Linked DNA regions of Triticum aestivum: region 1 is linked to region 2. The links are chromatin contacts, called in public Hi-C maps. All regions are on one chromosome and are shown on one strand. The core of a region is the stretch at or near the end of the contact, and the rest is flanking DNA. Distances in the headings are between cores, read along the strand shown. Region 1 holds the start of LOC123070225 (plastidic ATP/ADP-transporter). Region 2 has its middle 110 kb from the start of LOC123070224.

Region 1 (5,737 bases), core at 470-2,969, 140 kb before region 2:
TCCCCTAGGGTTTTTGGTTTTTTAGAGTATTTATAGAGCCAGGAGTCGGTGGAGGGGGTGCTTGTGAGCCCCACTACCCATCAGGGCGCGCCTTGGGGGCCCTGGCGCACCCTGGTGCCTAGTGGGCCTCACAGGCCCCCTCAGGTGCACTTCTTGGGCCTCCTGGGTGTCTTTTGGGCAGAAAAAATTCTCCAAAAAGTTTCGTGGCATTTGGAATCGATTTGGTACTAATATTTTGCGAAGTAAAAAACAAGCAAAAAACAGCAACTGGCACTGGGCACTATGTCAATAGGTTAGTCCCAAAAAATGATATAAAGTTGCTAGTAAACGAGTATAAAACATCCAAGAATGATACTTTTATAGCATGGAACAATAAAAAATTATCGATTCGTTGGAGACGTATCACACACCTACAAGTTTTTCTTTGTAATCTTAATCCATAGGGCATGGCAACCTCAAAAATTATATTAAACAACCACCTCATTATCTTTATCATTCTAATCTTAATCTAGAGAGTTACCCCAATGTCACTATGGGTATCTCAGAAAATTATACTAGATATGCATCACATAATCTTCATTGAATCCCAAAGGATTCGGGGCTAGATTTTTCCGGCACATTGGGGTAACTCCTACACGCTTTCATGTTCCCCGTGATGGAGGACCTCACTGAAGTCGCCAGTACATAACCACGGGGGAGACGATGAAAAACATATGACATTTAGTCTATCATATGTTTTTATATCGTATATGATGTCCTCACCTCTCCGTGGACGTTAGTAAAGTGCCACATATCCATACCACACATCGGATACAATAGCATCAATGTGGTAGCGACACTTGTATTATTGTTCCAAAAAGGCCTAAACCTCCAACAAATCCTTTATGAAAACCTAATGTATTGGATAACTTCTCAACTCAACTTTATGAATCCGAGTTTACAGAACACACAACATGATTTCCCAACTTGCAAAGTTCTCATAGTGTCATAGCGCTACCAAAGCCACGACAGTTGAAGCTCATGGTACTCATTGCTCTTAGCTGTGCTTCTCCCCGAAGCCCATCTTGTAGGCATTCAATTTCTTCAGTAGATGAATCAACTTGCACATTCTTTCTCTTATCCCCTATTGAGGATGAGCTCACCATCGCCATGGTCATCTAAAACCTAGCAGACATTGATTTGATCTCACCCTACGTCTCTCCAGCGAAGGACAACACCCTCCCTTGCCAGCCTAAGCAAGAGAGATAAACAACGAGAGTAGTGGTGATAGAGTCAAAACCCTAATTCTCGCCCTAGGTCATCGTCTCAATATAGGTATTCATCAGGTGCTCTTCTAAAATCCTCACCGCCACCAACCACGGAGAAAAGCCCTCGAGGTTGAACTTGAACAGACTTGCACGTTTCACACCAAGGTAACGTGAAAAAGTAGTGGGAGAACTCCTTTTGTTTGCCGTTGTAGAAAGAAAAACTCCTGCTTTGCCCTGAAACAAAACCCACGTGGGCCGAGTGCGCGAGCTCGGCCGCAGCCCGGAGCTGACTGCGTGGGGCGGCCGCTTGACGCCGTCTCGTTGCTCCCACCAACCCCAAGCCCCCAACCCCAGAGCCCGAACCAACGGCCAGGATCGTCTCGGGCCCGAAACCCACGGCCGATCCCGTCCTCATATGGATGCGCCATCTTTTAATACACGCCCAAGCTCGACACCCACTTCCCTCCCTCGGTCCCTCCCCACCTTCCCCCCCCCCTCGCCCTCCCCCCAATCCGCGCCTTGGAGCGGGCGAGGTAGCGGCGGCGACGAGACGAGCAAAGCAGAGCGCCGCCACCCATCCATGGAGTCGCTCGCCCTCCTCAGCGCCAAGCCCGGCCTCTCTCTCCGCGCGGGGCCCCGCCTCCCGCTCCCGCGCCTCCGGGCCGCCCGCGCGTCCCTCTCCACCGCGTCCAGCTCCAGGCCCGCCGCTCTCCAGTCCCCACTCCTCTCGTCGAGGGCCCCCTCCTCGCAGGACGCCGTCCTGGGGTATGGGCTCTTGAAGCGCAGGACCAGTGCTGGTGCTGGCGTCTCTTGCAGCGCGGCGGCCGCGGCGGCGGTGCCGCAGCCCCCGGCGCAGCCGGAGGTCAAGAAGTTCCTCGGCGTGGGCCTGCCGACGCTGAAGAAGATCGTGCCCCTGGGCCTGATGTTCTTCTGCATCCTGTTCAACTACACCATCCTTCGGGACACCAAGGACGTGCTGGTGGTCACCGCCAAGGGGAGCAGCGCAGAAATCATCCCCTTCCTCAAAACCTGGGTCAACCTGCCCATGGCCATCGGCTTCATGCTGGCATACTCCAAGCTCTCCGACGTGCTCTCCCGGGAGGCGCTCTTCTACACCGTCATATTCCCCTTCATCGCCTTCTTCGGCCTCTTCGGCTTCGTGCTCTACCCACTCAGGGATGCCATCCATCCCACCGCCCTCGCCGACAAGCTTCTGGCGGCGCTCGGCCCCAGCTTCCTTGGACCGGTAGCTATCCTCAGGATTTGGAGCTTCTGCTTATTCTATGTCATGGCCGAGCTGTGGGGCAGCGTCGTCGTCTCTGTCCTCTTCTGGGGTTTTGCCAACCAGGTGAGTTACGGCTTTGTTTTTTTCGTTCAACCTTGGAATGTGCAAATGTCAGTCCCGTCGTTAGTTTCCAGGCTAATTTTATACACTAGTTTCGACCGTTCACAGTCAAATATTTGACGGCACGGTTGGTTATTCGAGAACAAAACTTCTCTCTGCCAGAATGGTTAGACAGCTGATGATGACATAAATGGGACGTGCTCTTTGTAGTGGTATTTTGTAGGTCCTGCATTGTAGCATTTCGCATTGCATTGTATGGCTGAAACTGTTGGTTGAGGTCTATGTGCTTGTTGCTTTCTGCTACGAATATCGTCTGCTGCATGATTCCTAGCTTCCCAACCTGAATTAGGTTTGAGTTGTTTTCAGTCATCTACTGCTTGTGCATATTTGTTTTATGTAACACATGGCTGGATATGGCTCGCTTCTAACCCCTTCTGAGATACTCCCTCCGTTCCAAATTACTTGTCTTGGATTTGTCTAGATACGGATGTATCTAGACTCATTTTAGTGCTAGATACATCCGTATCTAGACAAATCTAAGACAAGTAATTCGGAACGGAGGGAGTAGTTATGACTACCTTGAATGGAAGGGTACCTTGTTCATACTCCCTCCGTCCCAAAATTCTTGTCTTAGATTTGTCTAAATACGGATGTATCTAGTTACGTTTTAGTGTTAGATACAACCGTGTCTAGACAAATCTAAGACAAGAAATTTGGGACGGAGGGAGTACTTGATATGGGCTCATGGACATTTTACTAGCTGCAATTTCTTTTGAGAGAGACAATCAGGACAGCATTTCTTAAACTTGCTAAAAATAAGTGAACACAAATCAATAAAAATACAGAAGGAGAACACAGAGATAATGTATGAAAATATTCAGCATTGTCACCTTTAGCACTTGTACGTTTTCAGTGGTTCAGTTATCATAATTTGATGGCTATTCTTGTTAAGTTATTATCGTTTCAGATGTGAAACATTCTGTTCTGCACTCAGTTTTATTGAAAGTACAGTGTTCAGAACACACTAAGAAGACAGAGCTTACGAGCCTGCATTGTGACTTAGGAGTGAGGGAGTTATGTATCTGAAGACAACACCATAGCGGTGTAGCCAGACACTCCACATAAGGAATTGCCGGTGTTCTATTGCAGAAGGATCTGGTAGTTAGTTTCCACTTCCAACAGTTGCTTTGCGATTAACTCTTGTCAGTCAATCGTAATACCTGCCAGAGGCGAGCAACAGGGGGGGGGGGGTATCTGAATAGTAGGAGCTCACTGTAGTAGTTGTTGGTGCACTCCCTTGGAGAGCAGACTGCTAAAGAAAGGGTACCTTTGTGATGGCTTTGTTTGTCCATGTCCTTATTGTGTCTGCCATATGGAATTTTGAGTTTGAATATTTATTTTATTTGCTCAGCTTTCTTATTAAATGATAGCCCTTCGTGCTCCAGTTGAGTTGATTAAATCTTTTTCAGATCACCACAGTCGATGAAGCAAAAGAATTCTACCCTCTATTTGGCCTTGGGGCAAATATTGCCCTTATCTTTTCTGGGCGTACTGTGAAGTATTTCTCAAATTTGCGGAAGACAATGGGTCCAGGAGTTGATGGTTGGGAGGTATCTTTGAAAGGAATGATGGGCATAGTGGTACTTCTTGGGCTTGTCATTACTTCCATCTATTGGGGAGTGAACAAACTTGTGTTGAATGATCCTTCTCTTCCAAAATCTGACCACAAGAAGAAAAAGGTCAGTAGAATACTTGAATGTGCTGCCCTTTATATTACCACCTACATATTCTGATAGCCTTTGTTTCAACAGAACAAACCTAAGCTTAGCATGAAAGAGAGTATGAAAGTTCTGATCTCTTCAAAATATGTGAGGGACCTTGCTACCTTAGTTGTTGCATATGGCATTAGTATCAATCTTGTGGAAGTCACATGGAAATCGAAGCTCAAGGCACAGGTAAAATTTTCCGGCTTTTGTTTTTCTTCTTTCCTTGTACTCCTTTAAACTTTTCATTGCAGTAATGGTTCCTTATTCATTTTGGCAGTTCCCCAGTCCAAACGAGTACTCATCTTTCATGGGTGATTTCTCTACCGCAACTGGAATTGCAACTTTCACGATGATGCTGTTAGGCCGGATTATATTCCAAAAATTTGGCTGGGGGGTGGCTGCCATGATCACCCCCACAGTTTTGTTGGTGACTGGCGTTGGTTTCTTCTCTCTGATTTTGTTTGGGCAACCACTGACTCCCCTGCTTGCCACATGGGGTATGACCCCTCTTCTTGCGGCTGTTTATGTGGGTGCGCTGCAGAACATATTTAGCAAGAGTGCAAAGTACAGTTTATTCGACCCGTGCAAGGAAATGGCCTATATTCCTTTGGATGGCGATATGAAGGTTTGTTCATCCTTCCAGACTCCATTTTTATCTGTGTGATTCCTTGGTAAATTTTTCTGTGAAAAATATATATTCATTTACTGATGTTCTTTTCTATAATGGTATTTCATGTGTTAATTGGTTGTTTGATATGTGTTTACTCTAGCAAATTCTTGATTAAATATATGTAAATATTAGTAAATAATTTAGAAGACCAGTGCACATGTAGCCTAGCCCAGTAAACACCATACCATATTCTCCTTCATTTTTCCTGGTTCGCACCATGTTTGGTTAGCTAATTCTCAATTCTTCAGAACTCACTGACAGCACCATTGTTATGCTGCACATGCTAACTTTGGTTCGATCCATTTGCAGTTGAAGGGAAAGGCGGCCATTGATGTTGTCTGCAACCCATTGGGCAAGTCGGGTGGTGCGCTGATCCAACAGTTTCTGATCCTGATATTTGGCTCTTTGGCAAACTCGACCCCCTACCTTGGCGGTATACTGTTGGTCATCGTGCTTGCATGGCTAGGCGCGGCAAGATCATTGGACAAGCAATTCTCAAGCTTGGCCAAAGAGGATCTCAGAAAGGAGATGTCAAAAGAGAAAGTAGAAACGGCGGCACCCAAGGAACCTGAGGCGGCTACTGATGTATTGGTGGAGCAATCAAATGGAACTGAGAACTCACCATCCGACTCATCTCCAGCTCAATAGACCGGTCAACCTTCTTTGGAGAAGCCACAGGCAGGAGACTGGTTACGTTGGGCAGAAATAA
Region 2 (5,559 bases), core at 53-2,552:
TCGAAGGATATAGTTTCACAGGATTTTTTACCTTAGATGTGTTTGGAGTAAAGGAATAGTGAACAATAAAACATAGGAAAGTTCTTGCATTCCTACAGATTTTACAAGATTTGCAACATCTACTCACAACATACTTTTTCACTAAAACCCGAGGTGATGCATGGGAAGGGAGCATGCAGCGGATTAAAATTTTTGAACATGTCCATGGGCCGAGAGAGAGACACACGGCCAGTTTGGTTTGCTTCTATAGCGTGTGATGCCTGGGCTAGACCCTCCATGAAGGCTTCCTAGAGGCCAGTTCTTTTAGGCAATTCTTCCAGAATTAACCCCCTCCCCGGCTTCTCCTAGAATTGTCACTCCATTTTTTACAATTCCTAGCTAATTAGACCTTAACTAGATAGAAACTGTAAAAAAGAAATGGAGTGGCAATTCTGGGAGAAGCTGGGGAGGGGGTCAATTCTGAGAGAAATGCCAAAAAGAACTAGACCCCAGTTTGGTGCATGTCCACGAGAGAATGGGACAAAAAAGAATGAGACAAAGCGGTTAGCCTGGCTGAAGGACGAGACAACAAGGTTTGTCTGATCCAGGCGACCAATTTTTGACGCCTGGGTGTGCCTGGTGCACCTGCCTGGCTATAATTACATATCTTAATTATTAGGCTACAAAAGACGAGGCAGATGAAAAAAAAATAGCGACAACTTAGACTCCACCAGGCCATGCCTTAAATTAAACACTTCTTCCGTATGCTCGCATGTCCAGGCAAAGAAATCTAAATTCTCAGGCACAAACCAGGCACCAAAAATTCCCAGGCATGCTTTCCAGGAAGCCAACCAAACTGCCCTACAGTGCACATCCTGATAAAAAATTTGAAGAAAGCACTGCTTTCTACTGAATTGGGCCCACGATTCCTCTGGCACATGACTGCTCATCCGAATGCCTCGTTGTAAGCTTTCCTCTGGTTTCTTGTTCCTCGGTTTTGTAGTTGTAGTCATCTTCTATTCCTACACATGCTTTCAGTCCTATGCATTGGATACCTCTAGGCCGAACGCAACCTAACAATCATAAAAAATAACACTAGCTGTTGATGATGAGTACCTCTCTTGCATCATTGAAACCACATCAATATTATCCGAGTTGATCTCAATTTTATTACTATCAATTTTGCATACCAAATTCATGCCAAACCTCAGTGCTAATTGCTAAGGTCTCTGTCGTGAAAGCATCATAACAGATGTATCATTAGTTACCGCAATGATTTTTTTTCATTTGAATCCCCCGGTACTGCATCGATTGCCCCTTGTAACAAGTCTGTATCAAAAGCTACATCCACATTTAACTACACATAATCTTTTCGTGGTTTCATCCAGCCTCCAGTTATAACCATAGTCATCAGGGAGCAGTTTGTTCTCGTTCTTTTTGTGTTGTTAGAGTTTCTCGTTCTTGTTTTCTAAAGGTCTCGTTCTTGTTTTGTTTCGAATGAGAGAAGTTCTCGTTCTTGTTCGAACATCGGACTAGACCGCACTACACTGTTAGCTATCTTTCTTTTAGCAAACCATGTTAACTATCTATAATATGGTTGGATAAGGGAATTCCCTATTTGTCACATATTGCGGCAAACTCCAGGTGCTTCGCACAGGGCAAGTGGCCGAGCAATGCGATGGGCCGATCCATTTGTGTAGATAGCATAGGTAATACACCATCCAGTTTTGAGAACCTTCAAGAAGGTTCCCTGAACTGGTTTTCGTTTCTTTTATCGGTTTTCCATATTTTTGTTTCCATGTTCCTTTTTCTTCTTAATTTTTTTATATTTTTTATATTTCTTTTCATTTTTGTTTTCCATTTTCGTTTCTTTTTATTTTTCAAGTTTATTTTTTAAGAAAACATCATGTTTCCAAAAAATCTTTTGAAATTTAACAAATGTTGTGCTTTAGAAAAATGTTCAAAATTTCAAAAATACACTTTCTTTCAAATTTTATTCATAAATTCATATAATCTTAGCCTTTTTAAAAAAATATATTCAGGGATTTCACGAAATGTTCGTATTTTTAAAAAAAATCCCAACTTTTCAGAAAATGTTCGCGATTTTAAAAATTGTTCACAAATTTCAAAAAATGTTTGTGTTCTCAATTTTTGGGGGAGTTTAAAAAATCCCGTTAAAAAATTTATTCACAAATTTTCGGAAAATGTTTGTGTTTTCAAAAATAAATCTGGAGTTCCAAAAAAATTCCTCTTTCAAAAATCATTCACAAATTTTAAAAAATGTTTGTATTTTCAAATTTTGTTTGGGAGTTTCTAGAAATGTTTGTGTTCCAAAAGTTGTTCATTTTTTCAACTTTTGTTTGTAATTTCAACTGTTCCCACTTAAAAAAATGATCGCATTTTCAAAAGGAAATCAGAATATTAAAAAATGTTCATCATTTTCAAAAAATGTTCTTGTTTTATGAAAATGTTTGAGTTTTATTTCATTTTGTTCCTAAATTTGAAAAGTGTTCACGTTTCGTAGAACATTCATGTTTGTTTTATTTAAAAATGTTTTGCGTTCGAAAATTCAGAAATATTTGGATATGTGTTGGGGTTGGTTCTTATGTTTGTGGTGCTATGTAACCAAGAACGCTTGCTAGCTCAACTGTTAGTAGCACGTCGGTTGTAGCCAATGATCTTGTGTTCGATTCTTCCGGAGCGCGACCTTTATTGGAGCGCGACAGTACCCGTTCGTTGTTGGTCACTAGTTTCATGGGTCGGCCCAGTCGGAGATCTACATGTGGATTAGGTCGGCCTTTTTTTAGTTGTAAAGCCCAATTTTATTCATCAAAAGTCACATTGTGTGTGATACAGTTCAGAGTATGGGGTTGGCCAAGCTAGACATGGCGTCTCTGATCTAGCGAAAGAGAATACTTGGCTAGACTATGTGACTATGCATTAGCAGCACAACACTCAAAATTAAAATTACATTGGAACTGAGTTGCTTGAAGAAGAATCTCACTAATGATAGAACCATATCTAACATGGCCGCCTTTGTTGATATGTGTAACGACTTGTTTAGAATCAGAAGCAACCACAAAGCTATGTGGATGAAGATCCTCAGCTAGGTCAAGAGACTCTCGACATGCGATAGCCTCTAGGGTGGCTGGATCATCCACTCCAGCGATGACCAAAGCTCAGCTGCCCAAATATTTCCCTCTGTGTCTTGGCATACTGTGGCAGCTGATCCTCCCGTCCATTGCGGACATCAGCATCCACATGGATCTTGGTGAACCCCAAGGGTGGTGCTCGTGGAGCTCTCCCAGCTTGCCCCGTCATAGGAACCCTTTGTACTGAAACTCTTTGAGGTTTGATCATATCCAGCTCATCAATGAATCTCTTAATAAAAGCATGGGTCGCTTGTGGTGTTTGAAAAATTCCCTCATGGATTGCCTTGCGCCTTGCCGACCATATGGCCCATTGCGTGACAGATAGGAGCACGAAGAGATTATGAGGAAATGAATCCATAAGACTGAATAGCCATTGCTTTGCACTTGGCTCGCTCGTAGCAACTAGTTGTTGAGCCAAATCATCATCCACCAGAGCCCGAAATCCACCTCACGATAGTATAGTTAATCAGAGAGTGCCTCCACGAGTATGGAGCTCTACACAATCCACATGAACTGTTATCTACCAGATGTCTATGTGCTCGAATATCCTCTGTTGGTAAAGAGTGCTCCGAGGGAAGAGCTGGAGGAGCCCGACCGGCCATCAAGCCACTCCTCCCATCGTTGTCCACACGGTAGGTAGATTTCATAGTGAAATTTCCATGCTTTTCAAAATTCCAAGACCAAGTCGAATACATTACATGTGCACAGCGGAATTTCCATGACCGTTCGGATATCCATCGGCAAGAAGGATTGTTGCAAAGTTATACACTCCATGTGGCGGAGGTGGCATCTATAAGTTCAGAGACAAGCAATGGCGGGTTCACGAGGAGGCATCCGTATGGTTTCATCATTTCATCTCCTGGCAGCCAGTTGTCCTCCCAAATATTAGTTGTTGCACCGTTGCCAATTCTTTTAATAAACCCTTGCTTTAGAACGTATCTCCCCTCAATTATGGACCTCCATATTTGACTTGCGTGTGATCCCAATGAGGCATGCAATATTGATGTATCTGGAAAGTAAACACTCTTTAGCAGGCGGGCACTTAGAGAATCTGGAGTCTGTAGCAAGTGCCATGATTTCTTAGCTAATAAGGCTAAGTTGAAGAGTATCTTTGAAGCCAAGGCCACCCACCCCCTTTGGTTGATTCATTGTTTTCCATGAAACCCAATGTCGTTTGTGCTTCCCCTCTCTGCTTCCCAACTAAAATTTTCTAATCAACATATTACAGTATTCACATAGCCCCTAAAAAGTTTGAAACATGACATGGAGTATACTGGGACGGCGTGAACTACCGCTTTGACTAACACTTCCTTTCCTGCCAATGATATAGTGTCATCAATCCAACCCTGGATCTTACTGCATAGATATTCCTTGAAATATTTAAAGGCCCCATTTTTAGAGCTTCTAACATCAGATGGCATCCCCAAATAGTTCTCATTGAGGGTCTCATTTGGCACATTGAGCACAACCTTAGAGGCGCTAAAACTCCCGCACACATCTCCGTCAGCCCGACTAGCAGGCTACATGCTATGAGTGAAAGAGTAGGCAAATTTTGAAAATAGTTTATGAATGTTCAAAAATTGGTAAATGGTTTAAAATGTAAACAGGAAAACAAAAGAAAACAAAAATTCAGAAAAGACATAAAGATAACCACATACAAAAATAATAACCAAACCAACAAAAAATACAAATAAAATAAAAAGGTTGAAAGAAAACCACTAGACCAACTGTTGTTCATACCACTCAATTGTAAGTTTTAGCTTCTCCCTTCGTCTCATAATATAAAATGTTGTTACAAAAAATATATATAAGTACATTGGTTTTAATAACATTTTATATTATAGGACTGAAAGAGTACTATTCTTTGCTACTAGCAAAAGTTAGGAAATTCTCCACCTAGGCCTATTCCAAAAAGAATCTGGGCCAAACCTGTCGCAATGTCAAATGAATCAACTAGCTTTGGATTCCCTATATTGTTGTGGGAGCATATCTCGCTTGTACCGAGATACTTGCTCCCCTCGCCTGAAGATTCCCTTGCTCACGTCCGTATTGGGTCGGGTTATTTCTTTTTTTAACACTGGCAACTTGCTCGGGTTTCGCTCGAGTGTGCTTGTTTACTCGGAGTAACTCATAGCTTTTCTGCATTTTTTCTTTTTATTTTCACTTTTGGTTTTCCTTTTCCTTTTCCTCTGTTTTTCTTGGGCATTTTTTTTAGTTTTTCACTGTTTTTCTTTGTTTCTTTCCTCGGTACCTTTTGATTTTTCACCGATTTCCTCGGTTTTTCTTTTTTCTTCGTTAAAAAATTTCCTTCTTTTTTCCTTTCTTGGGTTTCAATTTTTTTTCGTTGTTTCTTTATCATTTTCAACGTTTTCATTCTTATTGCACATGTTTCTTCAGTTTCCTTTTTTGTTTTATTTTTTCTTTGGCT

What was found. A called contact is a pair of places that touch in the nucleus more often than the background predicts.
Region 1: a Hi-C map of an unstated tissue shows a contact between it and region 2, with 8 times the contacts expected there. The contact joins the promoter of LOC123070225 here to the enhancer-like site in region 2. A contact is called at or near these places in 4 of 5 Hi-C or Micro-C datasets (leaf and an unstated tissue).

The regions. Positions count from the first base shown.
Region 1 is chr3B:434,410,869-434,416,605 of IWGSC CS RefSeq v2.1, reverse strand. LOC123070225 (plastidic ATP/ADP-transporter) reads left to right here and starts at 1,719. Exons shown (of 5, transcript XM_044493308.1): 1 at 1,719-2,595; 2 at 4,062-4,331; 3 at 4,404-4,547; 4 at 4,636-4,983; 5 at 5,338-5,737. The coding sequence starts at 1,828. The coding sequence ends at 5,676.
Region 2 is chr3B:434,274,839-434,280,397 of IWGSC CS RefSeq v2.1, reverse strand. No RefSeq gene overlaps it. Among protein-coding and RNA genes, the nearest start is that of LOC123070224, 110 kb to the left of the region's middle. Within about 2 kb of position 1,302, at least 1 of the 8 cell types and tissues checked has an H3K27ac peak or open chromatin away from gene starts, as enhancers often do.